3 separate regions of the Gossypium hirsutum genome follow, and all the other regions are linked to region 3. Evidence: chromatin contacts called from public Hi-C data. All regions are on one chromosome and are shown on one strand. Each heading gives the region's core, a stretch centred on a gene start, on an enhancer-like site or on the middle of the called end of the contact. The rest is flanking DNA. Distances are from core to core; before and after follow the strand shown. Region 1 has its middle 20 kb from the start of LOC107933192. Region 2 holds the start of LOC107933192 (transcription factor HHO5). Region 3 holds the start of LOC107933212 (50S ribosomal protein L25).

Region 1 (3,167 bases), core at 352-2,851, 940 kb after region 3:
GCCGAAATATGGTGTACTGGCCGATACCAAAAAAAAAAAAAAAATTTAATTTTAATTTTAAGTTTTTATTATTTATTATTTATTTGAAAAAATAATTTTAAAATATATTTAAAATTTAAGTTTTCATTTTTATTATTTACTTGTAGTGCGAAAAAAGATAATTTAAAATTTTTATTTTGAATTTATTGAATTATGAATTGTTTTATACACAATGCGATGATGGATTGCATTAGTGAAGTTTATTAAAGAATATTTTATATAAGTAATGAGTCTTTTTTAATCTTAAAATTTAAGTATGGTGAGATTTGAACCCATGGCAAACTTTTTAAAAATATTTTTTTTACCACTTCAATTAAAAATTTATTTTTGACGAGTATTTTATGTTTGAAATTTATTTAACCTTATTATTTGATATTTGTAAATATTTTTTATATACATATATTAAATATTTTTTAAAATAAAGATAAACCTGAAATGATAGAAAAACAGTACATCCGCTAATATGGTATCATCTACCTTGACAAAAACACAAATGAAAAAAAAAAACATGTGGCAATTATGCATGGTGGGCCAGAAACTAGGTATTTAAGGGCCCGAAGGCCTAACTTTTGCTAACAATGTCAAGTCCTTATCGATACAACTTTTAGCATTTAAAGTTAAGATTTTTATACTATTATTCAAACTTTTAATTAAGTTGATGTTACAAATTAATCGAGCATAACTAAATTAAGAAATTACTGAATGATCAAAATTTTAAAACAAATAATGTATTAAAAGAATTATATATGTAATTTAACTTATTTAAAAAAAATCATTCTCCTAAATATCTTAACTAGTTATATATGAGTTCTAAAATCTCTACCACAATCTAATTAATCAAAATTGTTTACATTTTTGTTAGGGTATCAATAATTATTATTTAAATATTTTTGTATTATTTTTATTTCTTTTACTCACATAAAATAGCACCATTTCTAAGTTAAACCCACAAATATACATAATTGTAAGCACCTAATTTTGTCTGAGCCCTTTGACCCAAATTATGTAATGAATTGGCTTTAGACAAGTTGAAATCAACACTAAGTTGAATTTTATTCTAATTTTAGATTTTAAAATGAATTTAAAGGACCAAATTGAATTTTTAGTTTAACTTTGGATAAAATTAAATTTTGATTTAAAGTTAAATTAAGTTTTCAATTAATTTTTAATTGGAAATATTATTTTGGTTTGATTTGAATTTATTTTATTCAGGTCTAAATTCATTTTGGGTCTGATAAAATATTTAATCAATTATTATCTTAATGAGAATTTGACAGGGAAGTGTGGATATTTTTAAATAAAAGAGATATTTAGAAATTGTTTTTTAAATAAAATTGAATTTTTAAAACTAAATTCAATTTTGTTTTAAAATTAATTTTTAATTATCATTATTTGACCCGGTGCAAAAACTGAATTTTAATATTTTCCATAAGGTCCAATGTGCCCAATTTAGATTTTTTTACAATAAGGTCCAATTTTGAAGCTCATTTTTAAAGCCTGATTTGAGGTCTGAAAATGGTCTAGTTTTGGCCCTTTTAGTCTGATAATGGATCATTTTGGCCTGTTTTCAAAGTTTGATGCAGACCTGGCCCGTCTCTAAATCCAATCATAAGGCAAAATTAGGGTTTCTACCCTTTAACAATTTTAGTGTGCCGTCCCTTTATCAAGTTTATAAGGCTATAATAACATTTCTTTTCAAAATTTAAATAAAAAATTAGGCAAATTTTAAATTTTAAAATGGTAAAAAGGTGTTGTGAATGATTTAAATTTAAAAAAAAAACAAAGTACGAAATCTGAAAGAACCTCCCCAATTAAAAAAAAATTCTATAAAATTGACATGAAAAAAAAAAGAAAAACAGAAATTATTTCTTAGAAGAATACCGAAATCCTACAAAGAAATTTTGTTTAGGTTTGGTTATTTTAATTAACTATCATTTGTTTAAGTTTTGACCCCCTCTTTTTTTTTTTAATAAACAGGAAAACAACAAACATAAACTAATTAAACATAAGCAAATCAATAAAGGGGTCTAATGCGATCCCGTTCAAGATTGTCTCTTAGTTTGTCTGGTAAATCTTCTAGCATCTAAATCGTGAACGAAGCCTCAAGTTATTTTTTCCTAAACTATTAGCCACATTGTCGACTTCACGCAATCCATGATGAAACCAAACTTGCCACGGCCACTAGAGGTGAGCATTCGATCGAATCGAATAAAAAAATTTTGAGTTAATCGAGTTAAAAAATCATATTTTATCATCTTAATTTAATTTGAAATTTTCTCGAATCGAGTCGAGTGAGATGGAATTCGAATCGAATTAAATCGAATATATTTGTTCGAGTTAAATTTTAAAAAATAATTTTGGGTCCTTATAACCACTGTCACCCATCGTAATAAAATTTATCCACCGTAATCAAATTTTTTTATTACCTTTCATCACCTCATAATTTATTTATTAATCTTTTATATACGGGTTAGCTTCTTTGCTTGCTTAGTTGTTTCAATTATCTTCATATTCTTGCCACTATATATTTTGGAATTAAAAAATATATTAAATGTAAAAATGTGATTTTTTAATAAAAGTTATTTTAAAGATAAAATGTGAAATTGATACCGATATAAAATTTTAACATGAATATTTTATGGCATCATTAATAATTCAATTTTAATATAAATATTTAATATGACTAAACAATTCAATAATATAAATAATATAAAATATGAAATTTAATTTAATAATATAAATAGTAGATATAAATAAAATTATTACTATTTACGTTTAGGGATTTTTTTTGGATAATTTTGATTTTTTATTTGGGAGTAAAGAGTGAAAAGTAAATGTTTAGGGGGAAAATAAAAAGTTTTAGAGAGTAAAAGTTTGAGGGAAAATAAATAGGAGAGTAAAATTTTGGAGGAAAAATATTAAAAAAATGGGGGGATGGGTTTGGGGTAGATAGGGGGTGGGATGAGAAGGAAGTAAAAGTTTTAGGAGGAAAGTGAGAGGAAGTAAAAATTTAGGGAGAAAATAAAAAGCTTTAAGGGTTTTGCGGAGTAAAATTTTGAGGAAAAGTAAATGGGAGAGTAAAATTTTGGTGGGAAATGGATTTTGGGTAGATGAGGGGATTAGGATAG
Region 2 (3,038 bases), core at 199-2,698, 920 kb after region 3:
CAAAAGAACTCAAATCAGAATATTTTCAGAAAAAAGATCTTGATTCATGTATTTTCTCAAAAAGAACCAGATTCCAATCCTTTGTTCATAAAAGACAACAAAAAGGGTTTTTCAATTCAACTTAAATACCACTACTACTTAAAAAAAAAAAGTAAATAAACACATCAAAAAGGTCTAACCTTGAGAGCCTCCAAGCTGTTGAAGTGCCTCAACAAATCGTCTATGGAGCTCAGGCGACCAGCACCGCCTTTGTTTCCTAGAATTCTGCTGCTGCGGTTGTTCCTCATGTCGGATTTGTGACTTCGTCTGAAACTTAATTTGATTTTGTTGTGCATATAAGCCTGAACCAATTCGGCAGCCGCCATTGTTCTTCAAGATACATGAAGCCAATTCAGAACTTGGGGTCATAAGGGAAAGCCCTGAAACTTTCTTATCAGCTTGTTCCTTAAATGGAACAAAAGCCCCTCCCTTTCTTTGCTTATTACAAATTTCAATTGGGTTCTCACTCTCAGACCCATCTTCTCCTTCTTCACTTGTCTGTCAAATTCCAAATCCGGAAACATTTAAACTATTTTCCCCTTAAAATAAGATTCAAAAAGAAGGAAAAAAGAAGAAGAAGAAGAAGAAGAAGAAGAAGAAGAAAACAGTTAGCTTGGACATTACCAGTTTCAGTTCTGGAACTGTGTTGGGTTTGTTGTGGGGATCAACGTTGTTAAAATTAGAGTTCCATAGCTGAACTGAACTCATCCAGTTTTTCTTATCACCGCCATCGTTATCCATAGTTTCCCTTCCGTTTTCCTCGGTCACTGATCCATCATTCATTTCCTTACACTGTATTTCTTCCTCCTTTAATCTCTCAATCCCTAAAATCAAATCAAAAAAGAAAATCAAATTAAATCCCACAAAAAAGTGAAACTCAGAATTAAAACAATATATATTTTTTTAAAAATACCATCTTTGAGAAGAAGCATGCAAAGAGGAAGTTCACGTTTAAAGGCATCAATTTTCTTCATCTCATCTTCCAATCTTTGAAGATAATCCGTAATCTTGGATAGCCTTTGAAACCCATTTTTTATCTTCGAAACTTCTTTCAGAAACTCAGATATAGTTTTCGGTACATAAACCAAACTCAAATCCAAGCTGAACTCCATTATTTTCCTTTATTCTTCTATTTTCCTGTTTTCCTCTCTTTTTCTATCATTTCCAGGATAAACATGACAAGGAACAGCAAGTCATGTTTTTTTTATATAGAAATGTAAGAAAGATTCAAGATTCGCCCCCAAACGGGTCGTCGCGTATATTAAAGCTATAAACTCGGTGACTCGGTTGTTTCACTCGGCGGGTTGTTTTAGGTTCCGTACGAAGCACGCGGAGAATTGTTGAAAAAATTGAGCCCTTTTTTTTAATAATTGGAAATGAAATTACAGTGTGTTAAGATTCTTAGGTTAGGTGTGGACTGTGGATTGAATGTCTCAACCCTTTTTAAAAATAGAGCAGAAAATAAAACAGTTTTCCCACGTCTTTGGGATGCTTTCCCCATTTGATTTTTACACGGTAATTCTGTCTTTTCCATCTCCTTCTAAATTAAGAGATCAAATCAACAGTACCCTCAACCTAGTCTTTCATAACTTTTTAACTTTTAACCAAACATTCATTGAATACTACGTCGTATTCAAAGTTATGAGATAAGATGCTTGACTGGGAAATCATTGATTTTGTGAATCTTGTTACAAACGTTTTTGTCATTGATAGTTTCAATTTATAAAATTTCTTAAAATACTATTTTATATTTAAACATAATTTTTTCTAACCTAACACCAACGAAGTTGTCATTATAAAGCAAAATGAGATGATGGGTTTTCTAATACTAAACAACAGTTGCCAAGTAAGAAAAAAGTGGCTTCTTTTTTTGTCTAGTAAAATTTTTTCTTCTTTTTTTTAGTATTAAAAAAAAAGGTGTGGCAGGCATGTGAAAGATTCTTTTGACAATGCAATTTAATTTGGTTTGTTATTAATTATATAAAATAGAATAAGAATCAGGAACGTTTAATGCGGGGTAAAGATTCTTTTGTTCATACCCGTCCGTTACAAAGGAATGGTGTCTTCCAGAAATAAAAGATAATTCATTGGTTTTCTTTTTTCTTTTTCTTTTTTTGCTTTTCCAGATTCCCTTCATTTCACGACCGACAAAACCCTTTGTTTCTCTTTTCTTTTTCTTTTTTTCTTTTCTTTTTAGTTTAATTTTTCCACATGTTATGGTTGTGTAAAACCGTTTCTGTTTTAGTTGGAATCAAATTTATATAAATGGAAAATCATTTTTATTACCGACTGATTCTTTTTATTATTTAAATATATTAAATAGTATTTATATATGCAAATTATGCCTCAAAAATAATATTTAAAAACTTAAAATCAATAGGAAACAAATTTATATTCGAATTTTGAGTTAAAATTTCTAGACAAATCATTTGATTCTTCTCGTTAATAAAGTTTTGATTTAAAAGTAGTATAGATTACATTTGAAATGGATATTGTTTGCTTTAAGGATCATTGTGACTTTATCTTGAACACAAGTTTGGAGAGTTGTTTGCTTGAGAATTTTATTTAGTTTGGATTCAAGGGTCTTCTAGACTTTGATCCTGAATTATTGAAATTCATTTTAAAAGTCGTCAAAACTAAATCTTGAAAATGAGTGTGGAGATAGTTTGAATCCAAAAATCTTTGAAATTTTATCTTGGATGATTAAGTTTGCTTTAATAGTATTCTAAACTTGATGTTCAAGAATCGGTTTTATCTTCTTGATGTTGATACAATTTGATTGGTAAAGCTTCAAGGGTTTTCAAGCTACGATTTTCGAACTTTTGGAATTTCGAACTTGTAAAGTTGTGTTGAATTGCTTAGAGGTGGTCCTTTTTATAGTGTCAATAAGTCAAGTAAAAGAATGTTCTTTATTTTTAGTGTTCTACAAGAATTAAAATATTTTATTTATTGTTTATCTCATATTAATTTAAATTAGAATCCCAAATTGTGTGTTATTG
Region 3 (3,083 bases), core at 341-2,840:
TCACACGGTTTCTCCATTTGCAACACGAAAGCTGGCATTTGTGTTAGTCTGATTTACATGCTAGTTCCCTACAAGAAAATGCAATGAAAAATAGGCAAGGCAAGGCCATATGTCTGTTCAGGTTCTTGTGCATTATCGCTTGCAATAAAACATTCGGTAAGTTAACATCATTTAGTGTAATTGATAATATGAGAAGTGAGGAAAGACAATTAAGATTGGTATAACACGGCAAGAGGGTAAGTGGACAACAAGGACCAGAGCTCCAAGTATTGGTAACGTTAAAGATACCGGAACTCATTTAAGAAGTTGTAAAAAACTAATGGAGAAAACATTAATGTATAATTTTAACAAAATCCGATGACATAAAACTAAATAACAAATTGTAGCATCTAATCTTATTATCTATAACAGATCATTATAAAATGTGATTTATAAACCCCAGAAGTTCCAATATCATATTAATATATGAGATAATGTCGCATTTGGTACTTGTACTTTCATAAAATATTCAATGTAGTACATTTACTTTGAAAATGTCCAATGTGGTATCTGAACTATCAATATGTGTTCTCTTATGGTACCTGTGCTTTCATAAAATATCCAATGTGATACCTATATTTGAAAATGTCCAATATGGTACCTGATCTATCAATATGTGTTTTATTATGATACCTGGTATTATCAACATTAGTGAATTGCTAAACCAAGTATAATCACAAGACATAAGTCTCTAATTACTTCCTTTACCCAACAATTTCAGATAGTTAGCATATATAACATTTTTCATTTAAAAGAAGCAATGAACAAGCAAGTTGCCTATCATATAGTAAAATCTAAATCTTGCAAAAAATTAACATCAATAAGAAGATCAAATGGGGACAATTGCACTAAATTGCATACCTTTCTTAAGACCAGGGCAATCCTCTAATCCTTTGAAAACTACAGGCACATCAACCTTCAACTCAGTCCCTTCATCCGCCCAAACAAACACCAAATTCAATATTTTACCACTCTCTTCGTCCCTATGAATCTATAAAAGCAACCCAAATAAGAAAATTTGAACTTGGGGAACAATAAAAGCTACTAATAAAAAAAAAGAAAGCGGGGAAAAGTAAAAAACTTGCCTTGATGGGTAAAACCGTCCCGGATTCAAGTAAGACAGAAGAGCCAGAACCGGCCCGGATCTGAAGCTGGAACCTAGTGGAACAAAAGAAAGGGAGTTGAACGGACTTGATAATGGATCGAATCTGCTTTCTTTCGGCAGTAAGAATTTGTTTCCTGGACGGGGAACGGTTGCTTGGATTTTTCTCGAGCAAGCCTTGAGAGAAAACCACAGCAGGGATTCTACCTTGGGCTCTGTCACGGCTCGAGATACGGCTGCCGGTGCATTCTCGTGGGATAGCTTGGATGGTGTGGTAATGGTGTGTATTTGCCGGTGATGTTCGGACCACCGTTTTCAGGCCGCGCCACAACCTGAACATTTGGTCGGAAACTGTAATGGACTTCAGCAGAGTTTGTGCTGTTGAGTGCTGTGAGTGAAATGAGGGTTTTGAGCATGGTTAGGTATTAGGGTTTTAATAATCTGGGCCAAATTCGGGGTAAGTTTTTAGTCTAATATACCTTAAATCTGACGATGAAAACATCTACAAAGCCCAAATGTTGGTTTTGGAAGAACAAGGCCTCAGCAGTGAGATTTAGACAGTAGGGGTGATATTAAAATTAGTGGTAAAATAAACATTTGATTCAATCGCAAAAATAATAGTGAGGTGAAAGTATAAAATGATAAAAGAAAGATATTATATTTAATTATATATATTATTATTTAACTCCTTAATTGAGGAAATGTTATGAGTTAAATCAATACCAATTCGATTAGAAAAATTACAGAAATGTTCTTCCGTAATTAAATTAAATTAAATTATTTTAAGATATTTTAGTCTTTTAATTTTAACAAAAGCCAATAAAAATAAAAATATGTATATGATAGAATTTGAATCCATACCAATTGAATTAATAAAATTTAAAATTTATCATTCAATAAAAGTTTCATGTTAATAATATTTATACAATTTTATTTTAATATAAACAATTTATCACCCCATTGTATATTAATACTTACCATATATAAAAGATTTTGATTGAGTTGGTATCAATCTGGGTCTCAACTCAGTTATTAAATTACCAAGATACCTTTATTTTAAAAAAATAATAAATATTAATTTAATGGTATTTCTCTCTCTCTTTTTTTTAATCTAGAAAATATTGAACTTAAAATGGGATTTGAACCCAAAACACCAAACATACCCTCTTCCAACTTTGATATTTCAACTAAAGTAACATTTGGTATATATTCCATATGTGTTATTATTTCTAATTTCAAATATTACATTTCATTGTTTATTGTATGTTATTTATAAATGTATCAATGTATCCTAAATACGTAGTTTCCACATGCATAAGTGTGAGATAAAATTTCCACATGCATACGCGTGAAATAAAATTTCTAGTATATGTAAAATAATTAATTATGTTTCATATTAAATTTATATTTACCTTAAATAATAATTTTCTGGAATAATGCCACATTTAATATTTGTACTTTCATAAAATGTCCAATGTAGTACTTGATCCATCAATATGTGTCATATTATGGAACTTAGTGTTAACACAATTATTAAATTATTAAACCAACTAATGAAAATTTGACACGTAGAATTTTTTTCTCTTAACCATCTAGTCTAACATTATGTGGAAAACTAAATAAAAATAATAATTGAATTTAGAAAAAAACTAAACATATGGTTAAATTTACTAAAATAAAGAATAACTAAATAAAACAAAAAAATAATTTAAAAAAATAACAAAATATATGGTTAACGGAAAAGAAGCAAATACTAAACATATGGTTAAATTTACTTAAATGGTGAAGATAAGTTTATTATTTACTTCTTTTTTATTAACCATATGTTTAATATCTATCTCTTAGCTTTTTAATGCACTTTAAATCACTAAATTTCAAGTACGGGAGCTCAAGTTATGACCATTTTAGTGAAGAATACACGAGCAAAATTTTTAGGCGAGAT

Evidence for each region. Hi-C and Micro-C count contacts between places; a contact is called where the count stands out from the background.
Region 1: a Hi-C map of leaf shows a contact between it and region 3, with 4 times the contacts expected there. The contact joins the enhancer-like site here to the promoter of LOC107933212 in region 3. A contact is called at or near these places in 4 of 34 Hi-C or Micro-C datasets (all in leaf).
Region 2: a contact with region 3 is called in a Hi-C map of leaf, with 2.4 times the contacts expected there. The contact joins the promoter of LOC107933192 here to the promoter of LOC107933212 in region 3.

What each region holds. Positions count from the first base shown.
Region 1 is chrA12:18,857,260-18,860,426 of Gossypium_hirsutum_v2.1, reverse strand. No RefSeq gene overlaps it. Among protein-coding and RNA genes, the nearest start is that of LOC107933192, 20 kb to the left of the region's middle. Within about 2 kb of position 1,601, at least 1 of the 9 cell types and tissues checked has an H3K27ac peak or open chromatin away from gene starts, as enhancers often do. A contact at or near this core is called in leaf, where this site is marked.
Region 2 is chrA12:18,877,292-18,880,329 of Gossypium_hirsutum_v2.1, reverse strand. It overlaps LOC107933192 (transcription factor HHO5), which reads right to left and starts at 1,448. Exons shown (of 5, transcript XM_016865361.2): 1 at 953-1,448; 2 at 664-863; 3 at 180-537. The coding sequence starts at 1,151.
Region 3 is chrA12:19,801,901-19,804,983 of Gossypium_hirsutum_v2.1, reverse strand. LOC107933212 (50S ribosomal protein L25) reads right to left here and starts at 1,590. Exons shown (of 3, transcript XM_016865377.2): 1 at 1,125-1,590; 2 at 901-1,030. The coding sequence starts at 1,481.